Regions from separate parts of the Mus musculus genome. Here region 2 is linked to region 1. The links are chromatin contacts, called in public Hi-C maps. All regions are on one chromosome and are shown on one strand. Each heading gives the region's core, a stretch centred on a gene start, on an enhancer-like site or on the middle of the called end of the contact. The rest is flanking DNA. Distances are from core to core; before and after follow the strand shown. Region 1 holds the start of Zfyve1 (zinc finger, FYVE domain containing 1). Region 2 holds the start of Fam161b (family with sequence similarity 161, member B).

Region 1 (4,407 bases), core at 1,176-3,675:
CGTGCTGGCAACTTCATCATTGGGGGTTTGCTCTCTTTCCACTGCTGCTGCCATTCTTTGCCGAAAGATTTTAGTTTCTTTAGGTCTTCCAATACTCACTGAAGACCAATGGCTTTTCCAGAAATCCCCCAGGCCTTCAATGCCAGATTAGGACTACTGAGGTATCTGGCCTCATGAATTGAACAAGCTCCTGGCCTCTCAGCCTCTCCAGTATAAAAGCAGCCACTGTTGTATTATATTATATTGTGCAAGTCAGTTGTACTGGTAAGTTTAATGTCATCTTGTCACATATTGAAGTCATCAGAGCTTCACTTGAGAAAATGCCTGTATAAGATCTGGCAATAAGGCATTTTTCTTAGTGATTGATGGGGAGGGCCCAACCCATTGTGGGTTGTGCCACCCCTGGGCTGGTGGTCCTGGGTTCTATAAGAAAGTAGACTGAGGATGTCACAGGAGAGCAAGCCAGTAAGCAGCACCCCTCCATGGCATCTGAATTTTCCAAGTTCCTACCCTTTTGAGTTCTTGTTCTGGCTTCTTTTAGTGACAGACTACAGTGTAGAAGTGTAAGCCCTTTCCTGCCAAACTTGCTTTTTGATCATGGTCTTTCATCACAGCAGTAACCCTAAGACACCAATCTAATAACTCTCCATTTTAATAAGTATGTATTCTATTGGTTCTATTCTTTCATATTCCAGGCATGGTAACTTACTTTTATAACTCCAGTGCTGGGTAACAGAAACAGGATCTTTGGGGCTCACTGGCCAGACAGTCTAGCCATCTCGGTAACATCTAGGCTAAGTGAGATCTCAAACAAATAAACAAACACCCCAAACCAACCAGCCAACCAGCCAACCAACCAACCAAAACTAACAAGACAAGGTGGATGGCTCTTAAGGAATAATGCCTAAGATTGACCTCTGGCCTAAACACACCCTTGACTCATGTGCATATGTACCAGCACCCATATGCACACACACAAAATAAAACTTAAAATGCTAAATGTTTGTTCCTATCAAACCCCCATTTTTTATGGTGCTGGGGCTCAAACCCAGGGCCTTGTGTATGCCAGACAGCCAATCTCTTTTGAGGGACACACATAGACCAATATATTTACTTTATAAGCAAGGTTATGAAATAATCTGGCAAAGCTACACACAGCCACAGAGGCAGTCTTAGGGATAAAACCTTTGTCATGCCAACCAACCTCAGGCTTATTTAAAACTTGTTAGCTTAACTTTTATAAAATCCCTTCTTCTCCATACACCATCTTATTTCTGGTAAACACTTTTTAATGTGATTGTAGATGGCTTAGTTCTTATTATCCTGGTTGGTGATGTGGTACAGGTAAAAAAATAAAAAGTTCATCCAGGTTTGCCGCTGTTGGCTCTGTGTCATGAAGAGTTAATTTTCAGCAATATAATCCGTATACATAGCTCATTCACTATTTTGTAGATTTGGCTTAACTATTGATCTAATTATGTCCTGAGATCTATGAGTGTCCTCTTGAATCAGAAGATGAGGTCTTATCCAGTGTTGTCAATAATTTGCTGTGTACCTTGGCAAGTAACCTAACCTTAGTTTTCTCTCTCAGGTTAACCATTATCAAGATAAAAATCATATGTTAAGATTGGCAGAGCCATCAGAAATTACACAGCAAAATTCCTTTATTTTATGGAAGGACTGAGTGATTTACCCTACCAACCTATGTAGTTAGTTTTCCTAGGCATTACAGACCAGTATCTTTTCCATGCATTGTATTTTCTCTCAATATTGTCTCAAGAAATAAATGAGAAAAAAGTGAAAGTACTAAACAAATATAAAGCTATTATTAAAAAAATCAGACAATAGTATTACAGACACTGTTATCTTAAATTTTATTGGAGTGTGTACTGTAACTATTCTGCACAATATAAAAATTAGAAGTTATGATGTCTATGTATGGAAAAAGGCAGAAAAGGAATAAGGCTGGAACAAAATTAACAGTTGATTAACTTTGAAGGGAAAACAAAACAGCCTCAAGCATAGTAATATCCTCTCAATGTTTACTGGTATTTTTCCACTTTGAGCATTTCTGAAGGAAAGATGTACAATAATAATGTGCCGTGCCATTTCCTGGTTATATAGAACATCATATCTTTTGTTTAATTTACAATACTCCTTCCCGGGCCACTGCCCTAAACTAGTCGCTGCAACCTGCAAAAACCTCAGCCCCGGCCGAGACTCTAAGTCCCGAAATGCTTTCAGGCTTGTCTGTCCCGCCTATTCGCAACGACGATGCTTCCATCGGGAATTGTAGTCATGTGGAGCTTGTATTTCAGGGCTGTAGGGCAGAACGACAATCCCCCCAAAACTACAACTCCCAAAAGGCCGCAAGCGCCCTTCCCGCTCCCCGTCGTCGCGCTCCGCCCCTGGCCGCTCCTCCCTAGCTGGGCTGCGCTGTTCATGCCTTCCTGTTGGTCTGAGCTGGGAGAAGTTCACTCTGATCAGCTGATTCCAACTGACAACAAGAGAGGAGGAAGCCTGGGAGGCAGCAGAGGAGGAGGGGGCGGAGATGGAGCTGAGGATGGATCCGCCGGGGCCCTAGAGCAGCCCGGGTCCTGTCGGCAATCCGCGTCCCCCACACCGCCTTGCCTTGGCCGAACTGCTCCGGGTGGGCTCTGTGGGCCGCGGCGGAGAGGGCGGGGGCGCCTTGGCCCAGCCCCGGGCGAGTGCTGGTCCCGGGGCTCCCTCCAGTCGCTCCTAGGAGGAAGGGGGGACGGGTGCGGCTCGAGTGGGGGTGGGGTGGCATAAACAATGGATTCGGCTCCGGGATGTGCGGGTTTGTGTGAAATTTGGGGGGCCTTCTTTGTTCTTCGTCTCCGCTGCCACCCCTTGGGTTGTGGTGGTGGTGTCCGGGAGCAAGGTGGGTGAGGGACCCTGGATTGGAGAGAGGCGTCGAGGTTTGGGGGGGGGGGGTTTGCTCCGAGTGGCATATTGTTTGCTTGGCCTGGTGGTGGTGAGGGTCAGCTGTTCTTTTGAAGGTTGGTTTTCTGTTTTTCTTAGTAGTGACAAGTTTTGATTTTTGTTTCCCTTTTGGGAGCTGACTGGACACGTCTGAGGTTAAGGTGAAAATAAGGTCCCCTGGTTACTCCCTTGCCTTGTTTATCTGAAGATCAGATGGATAGATTGGCTACTGAAAGGGAGGAGTGAATATCTGAAAGGAGGACTTTACACTTGGTTGTGCTCTTGGAATAGGAGGCAAAGGTAGGGAGAATTAGGAGTGTAGTTACGTTAGTGACCCAAAACCCCCTTTCCTGTCTTCCCAAGTTTTTGACTTGGTTTGTTTTGTTTTAAGTGTTTGAGTGACAAGAGAAAATGAGTTGTTTTGACTCACTGTAGGGCCTGGCTCTACTGTGCGCCTAAGTGCTGGAATTCTGCCTCCTGTTGCTGCCGGTTCTCTTCCTCTGTAGAGAGGAGGCACAGGAGGAAGCTCAGTAGTTGTCTTACTGTTTTTGAAAATGAAGTTGGGACTATTGTTGTCAATTTTAGAGTCCTTACTAGACCTTTGCTCGACTAGAGCTGAGAGAGTCCATTTTATAAGGATAATTGGGTTTGTAGAGGTCTTTGAGGGTGGTGTGAATTTATTGTTACAATATTTTTCTTAGCTTTTTACAGACCTCCTTTTCCATTTCTCATATATAAGGAGCAGGTGCAGAGGGCTTAGCCTCCTAAAAGCTGTCTGTTTAGTGATTTTGAATCAGAGCTTAATGAAATGAGAAGAGCATTTTACCAACAAACCAGCAAAATCTTTAAGAAGCTCTGGGTCTAGAAGTGTTTTGTTGTTACACATATTTGAGACAGGGCTTCTCTGTGTAGCCCTGGCTGGCCTGGAACTCACAGAGATCCACCTGCCTCTGCCTCCCTTGTGCAGGAGCCTCTAGGCTGGTTTTTGTAGTTAGTTTAGTAGCCAGGCTTCAGCCTTTTTTTTTTTTTTTTTTTTTCTTTCTTTTTTCTTTTTTTGGTTTTTCGAGACAGGGTTTCTCTGTGTAGTCCTGGTTGTCCTGGAACTCACTCTGTAGACCAGGCTGGCAGGCTTCAGCCTTTTGAGTGCTAGGATTTACCACCATACCCAGCATGGCAGTTGATTTCAGAAGGGAGATCCTTAGCCATGATTTTGAGATGACATTTCTAGTCCTAGAAGAAGCCACTGTAAGTTTTATAAGCAAGAATGAGGGTTCTCTCTGGGTTTGGCCTAGCAATTAGGTGCTCCTTTTTGTTTGCTCAGTTTAAGGTACACTTCTGGTTTTTTTCCCCAGATGAGTAAAATCTTCTTTTTCTGCTCTAGGTAGCCCTTGAAACATTGGCTTGAGGTCCAAGTAAATCGAACAGCTCCTCACCACCTTCTGTCATCACTCTGACTTTGTAGCT
Region 2 (4,407 bases), core at 1,176-3,675, 760 kb before region 1:
ACATTCTTCCCTTAGAATATAATTTCCAGCTGCGGACCCATAAAGTAGGCACTGTATGTTTGTTGGGTAAGATAAAACTAAAAGGAAAACAATTAGATTTCCAAGTACATTATAAAATACACCCAGGTGATGTGTTTTATTTCTTAGCTATTTAATGTAACTGTTTTTGAAATGAGAAAAAAACCACCTAGAAATCAAGTGAGAAGCCCAGGCGTAGTGGTGCACACTTGTATGGCTACCCAGGGGCTCAAGGAGGAGGAGGAGTCTCAGAATAAAACCCAAAGAATATGACAAGAATGGATTAAGAATGCAACTGTGCAATTATGCAGGGAACTGTTCCCAAACTCAAATGTCAGAGGGAAACTCAAGCCTAAAACAACAATTAGTTGTGAGTTTTAGGAAGAATTATGGAAAACAGGGGACTGAAGGGGGAAAGTCAGTAAGCGCCTTTATAACTCGGGAGTAACAGCCTGTGCTTGGGAGCCCAGCATTTGGGAGGCAGAGACAGCGGGATCAGTTAAAGGTCCACACCAGCAAAGATTACACAGCACCTTATTTTAAACAAACAAACAAACAAAAAGACTATTGGAAATACCTTAGTCACATATTTTTGTTTGTTTTGGGAGTTTTGCATTCTATGTAACCCAAGGATGGCTTTGAACTTCTGATCCTCCTGCAAAAAACACCATGCTTTTTACTACCATGATTTTAACAGTCACTCCTGAGTTTTAAAATATAATACTTTGCTAGACAGAAAAGCAAACAATAACAAAACAGAATTGTGTGTGAACGTTAGTAAAAGAGCTGCTGTCTTCCTTCCCCGTGACGCTCAGAAAAGAGCGAGAGAAGGATGCAGTACAAAGGAAAACATACACACAAACCTAACACAAGAGCGAGCCACCAAAATGTGAATGCTAAAGTTTCGAAGGGCCCAGAAACGGTGCTACATCATGCCAGCACTTGGTAAATATATTCCACACCATTGGTCATTAGGGAAATATAAACACAAGCCACTTCCTACGAACTTCAGAGGACAAAGAAAAAAGGCAGCAGATAGTGCTGTCAGGGTCAGGAGAAACCTGAGCATTCATCTACTGTCAATGATAACATAAACTGGGGCACTCTCTCAAAGTCTGGCAGGTCTTCAAAACATCAGCATTGCCACATAACCCAGAGATTTCACTAGAGAATAGCCTCGAGATGATCAACACTGTTCACACCAAAGTTTGCACACAGAATGTCCCTACTAGCATCATTCCTTTACAGGCCAAAAGTGAAAACCAAGCATACTTTCAACACAATTGAGGATGGCATCAGCTCTCAAAACAAAAGCTGTCTGATACAGACTCCAACCTGGATTAACCTTTAAAACAGAGTATATCTCCAACTACATAGAACTATCCGGAAAAGGTAAATCTATAGACAGAAAGTAGGAGAGTCTGTAGGGCTGAGAAGGTGAGCAGAAGTGTGGAGAGTGACATCTAATGAATTCCAAGTCTTTTTTTATTTTTTTGCTTTTTGGTTTTTTATAAAGTAAGGAAACGGTAATAAAACTTATTGTAGGTACTGAATAGCTCTGCAAAAATACTAAAAACTCATTGGACTGTACGCTTTAAGTGGGAGCACTTATAACTAGATGAATGTTATCTTAATAAAGCAGCTTTAAGACCAGGAGTGGGGGCGCGGGCCTTAATCCCAGCACTCAGAAGACTGAGGAAGATGATCTCTGTGATTTCGAGGTCAATCCGATCTACCATCCGATACTACAAAGCCCGATGCCTCTCGAGGTGCTCATAAACAATCCTGGACAGTTCTCAAGGGTCAGACTGACTTAGAAAGGCCCGCCCACTTGTGATCCCGCAGAACCCATGCCATTCCCGAGGACTCCCCTGGAAGGACAGTGAGCAAAGCACCAGGTCAGGCACGTTAGGTGTCTGGACAGCGTCCCGACCTCCACTGTGAGTACCGTCCCTCCACAGCCCAGATCCTCCAGCCCGCGGTCGAGATGCACCTACCTAAGGCACAAGCCATGGCAGAGCCCACTAGGCCTCCTCCTGACACCACCACGTCGTACACGGTGTCTGCCGAGGAGCCCGCCCATCGCTGGCTGGCAACTAGCGGGCCTCCTCTGGCTGCGAGCTGCGCGGAACTCCACCAGCGAACGCAGAGCAAGCCTGCCATGGAGCCAATGCGGGCCGCCATAATGACTCCTGCCTGCGCCCGCGCCCGGGACTTCTCCCTGATAGGTCCTGGAAAGTGCTTCCGGGGCAGTCGTCAACCTTGTGTGGTTTTAGCCCTGTCTTCAAAACCGGAAATAAAATAGTTGAAGAAAATTATCCAATCAGAAGACGCTCTTGCCTCATTGGGCGGAACAGACTAAAGACTGGAAGCCAATCCAAGGCTAAAGCCATGAAGGGGCGTGGCTAGCAGTACCTAACCGCCGGCGCCGCTGTCACGGTTGTCACTGCTGCTTTCACCTCTGCTTCTCTCTCTCTCTAGTTAGGAAGATGACTGTGGGGAGGACTGCGGGAGGTCCTGAGTGCGCCGAGTGGAGCCGTGAGGTGAGTGGAGAAAGGAGGAAGTCGGATGCCTCAGCAAGGAATCCTCAAGAGTGGAAACTGTTTAGCGTTGCCGTGGAGACAGAGTCAGGGGCGTGTCATCAAAGGGCGAAGAATTAAAATTGGCAGCGCTTGGGCACTTAGAGAACCAGTCTTGGGGGACGTGGGTCTTTTGTGTCTTGTACCAGGCTCTGATATCAGGAATCGTACTAATAACAAACCACGAATTAACCTTGAAAATCTTAAAAGCGATCTCTATCTTAATATGATTATCCAGAAAAGGCAAATCTAGGGGGCGCGTCATTGCATGGGGCTGAGGTGAGGAGAAACAGGGAGAGACTTCTAAAAGGGCTGAGGAGGTGAGGAGAGACTTCTAAAAGCTTCCAAGGTTTTTGTTGTCGTTTTAGAGTAAGGAAAACGCACCGAAACGCAGCTCTTCAAATATATTAAAATTCATTAAACTGAATGTGTTTAATGTGTTGTATCCTCTCAAACCCATTTTCTAGAAAAGAAAAGAGATGGGTTAAGCAATTTGCCCCGAAATCTCTGAAAACAGAAAGTAGGCTGGTAGTTGCCTAGGGCTGACAGGTTGAGAGGAAGATGTGGGAGGGTTAAGGGATATAAGTGACAATTAAATGCTACACTGGTGCTTCAGAGCAGAGATTCTCAATCTGTTTCACCTAAGATCATCCTGCATATCAGATATTTACCTTACAATTCATAACAGTAGCAAAATTACAGTATTAACAATGAAAATGACTATGGTTGGGGCTCACCACCACATGAAACACTGTATTAAAGGGTCGATGCATTAGAACAGTTGAGGACACTGCTTTAGAGGAATGGTGAAAATGGTCTGACTTCTACTGTGATTGCTAGATGACCCTGGCTGTTTTAGAAACTGGAGGAGAGTACGCTTTGAATGGCTCACTTGTACACTATGGACATTGTGTTTCAATAAAGTTGTTTTTAAAACGAAAGAGCCAGCATTATGGCTCAAACTTGTAATCCCAACAACTCAAATTACTAAAGCAGAAGGATAAGGAGTTCAAGGTCGCCCTTTGACCCTGTCACAACAGAGAGAGAGGGGCAGGGGAAGGAGAGAGTTTTGCTCTAGATCACATGTTCTTCAGCAGCAGAGCTAGGGTTAGAGCACACACTTATCTCTAACTCAGATGGACTGCTCCAATTGCCACTAATCATCAATAGTCCACTGGTGGCCTTGTACCTACCACTCTAAGGACATCTCAGGCCACTGTCCTCCAGCCACACCACCTTCCCTCTATCACTACAAGACTCAACTGAGACAATAAAAATCACCCTAACACTCAAAGTCAGACACCCCCAACCTCAGTGGTTCAGATTGCTCTCCACACTATAATGATGGACAAGCATGCGCTCAGTAGAAACAATACTCCATACTTTTTTTTTGTTTTTTCGAGACAGGGTTTCTCTGTTTAGCCCTGACTGTCCTGGAACTCCCTCTGTAGACCAGGCTGGCCTCGAACTCAGAAATCCGCCTACCTCTGCCTCCCAAGTTCTGGGATTAAAGGCATGCGCCACCACTGCCTGGCTAATACTCCATACTTTTATTTTTCTATTTTTATGGTACTGAGGACTGAGTCCAGGGTCCTGTGCATTCTAGGTAAGTGCTCTCCACAGAGCTAAATTCCCAGCTCTAGATTTCAGTCTTTCTTTAAATAGCAATAGGATACACTCTCTGCTTTGGTGACACAGTGTCCAGGGACTTGCTATTTCTAGTGAGTTGCACAATCAGGAGTGTGAACAATAGCTATTCTCTAAGTGCCCTGCTCAGTAGGTTAATGTATTAGTACGTTTTTACTTAAAC

Evidence for each region. Hi-C and Micro-C count contacts between places; a contact is called where the count stands out from the background.
Region 2: a contact with region 1 is called in a Hi-C map of B cells, with 11 read pairs. The contact joins the promoter of Fam161b here to the promoter of Zfyve1 in region 1. A contact is called at or near these places in 1 of 484 Hi-C or Micro-C datasets (B cells) and 1 of 9 other capture datasets (adipose tissue).

What each region holds. Positions count from the first base shown.
Region 1 is chr12:83,595,240-83,599,646 of GRCm38.p6, reverse strand. Zfyve1 (zinc finger, FYVE domain containing 1) reads left to right here and starts at 2,425. Exons shown (of 12, transcript NM_183154.4): 1 at 2,425-2,650; 2 at 4,325-4,407.
Region 2 is chr12:84,359,846-84,364,252 of GRCm38.p6, reverse strand. Fam161b (family with sequence similarity 161, member B) reads left to right here and starts at 2,425. Exons shown (of 9, transcript NM_001358283.1): 1 at 2,425-2,561. The coding sequence starts at 2,508. Coq6 (coenzyme Q6 monooxygenase) reads right to left here and starts at 2,285. Exons shown (of 12, transcript NM_172582.3): 1 at 2,016-2,285. The coding sequence starts at 2,202.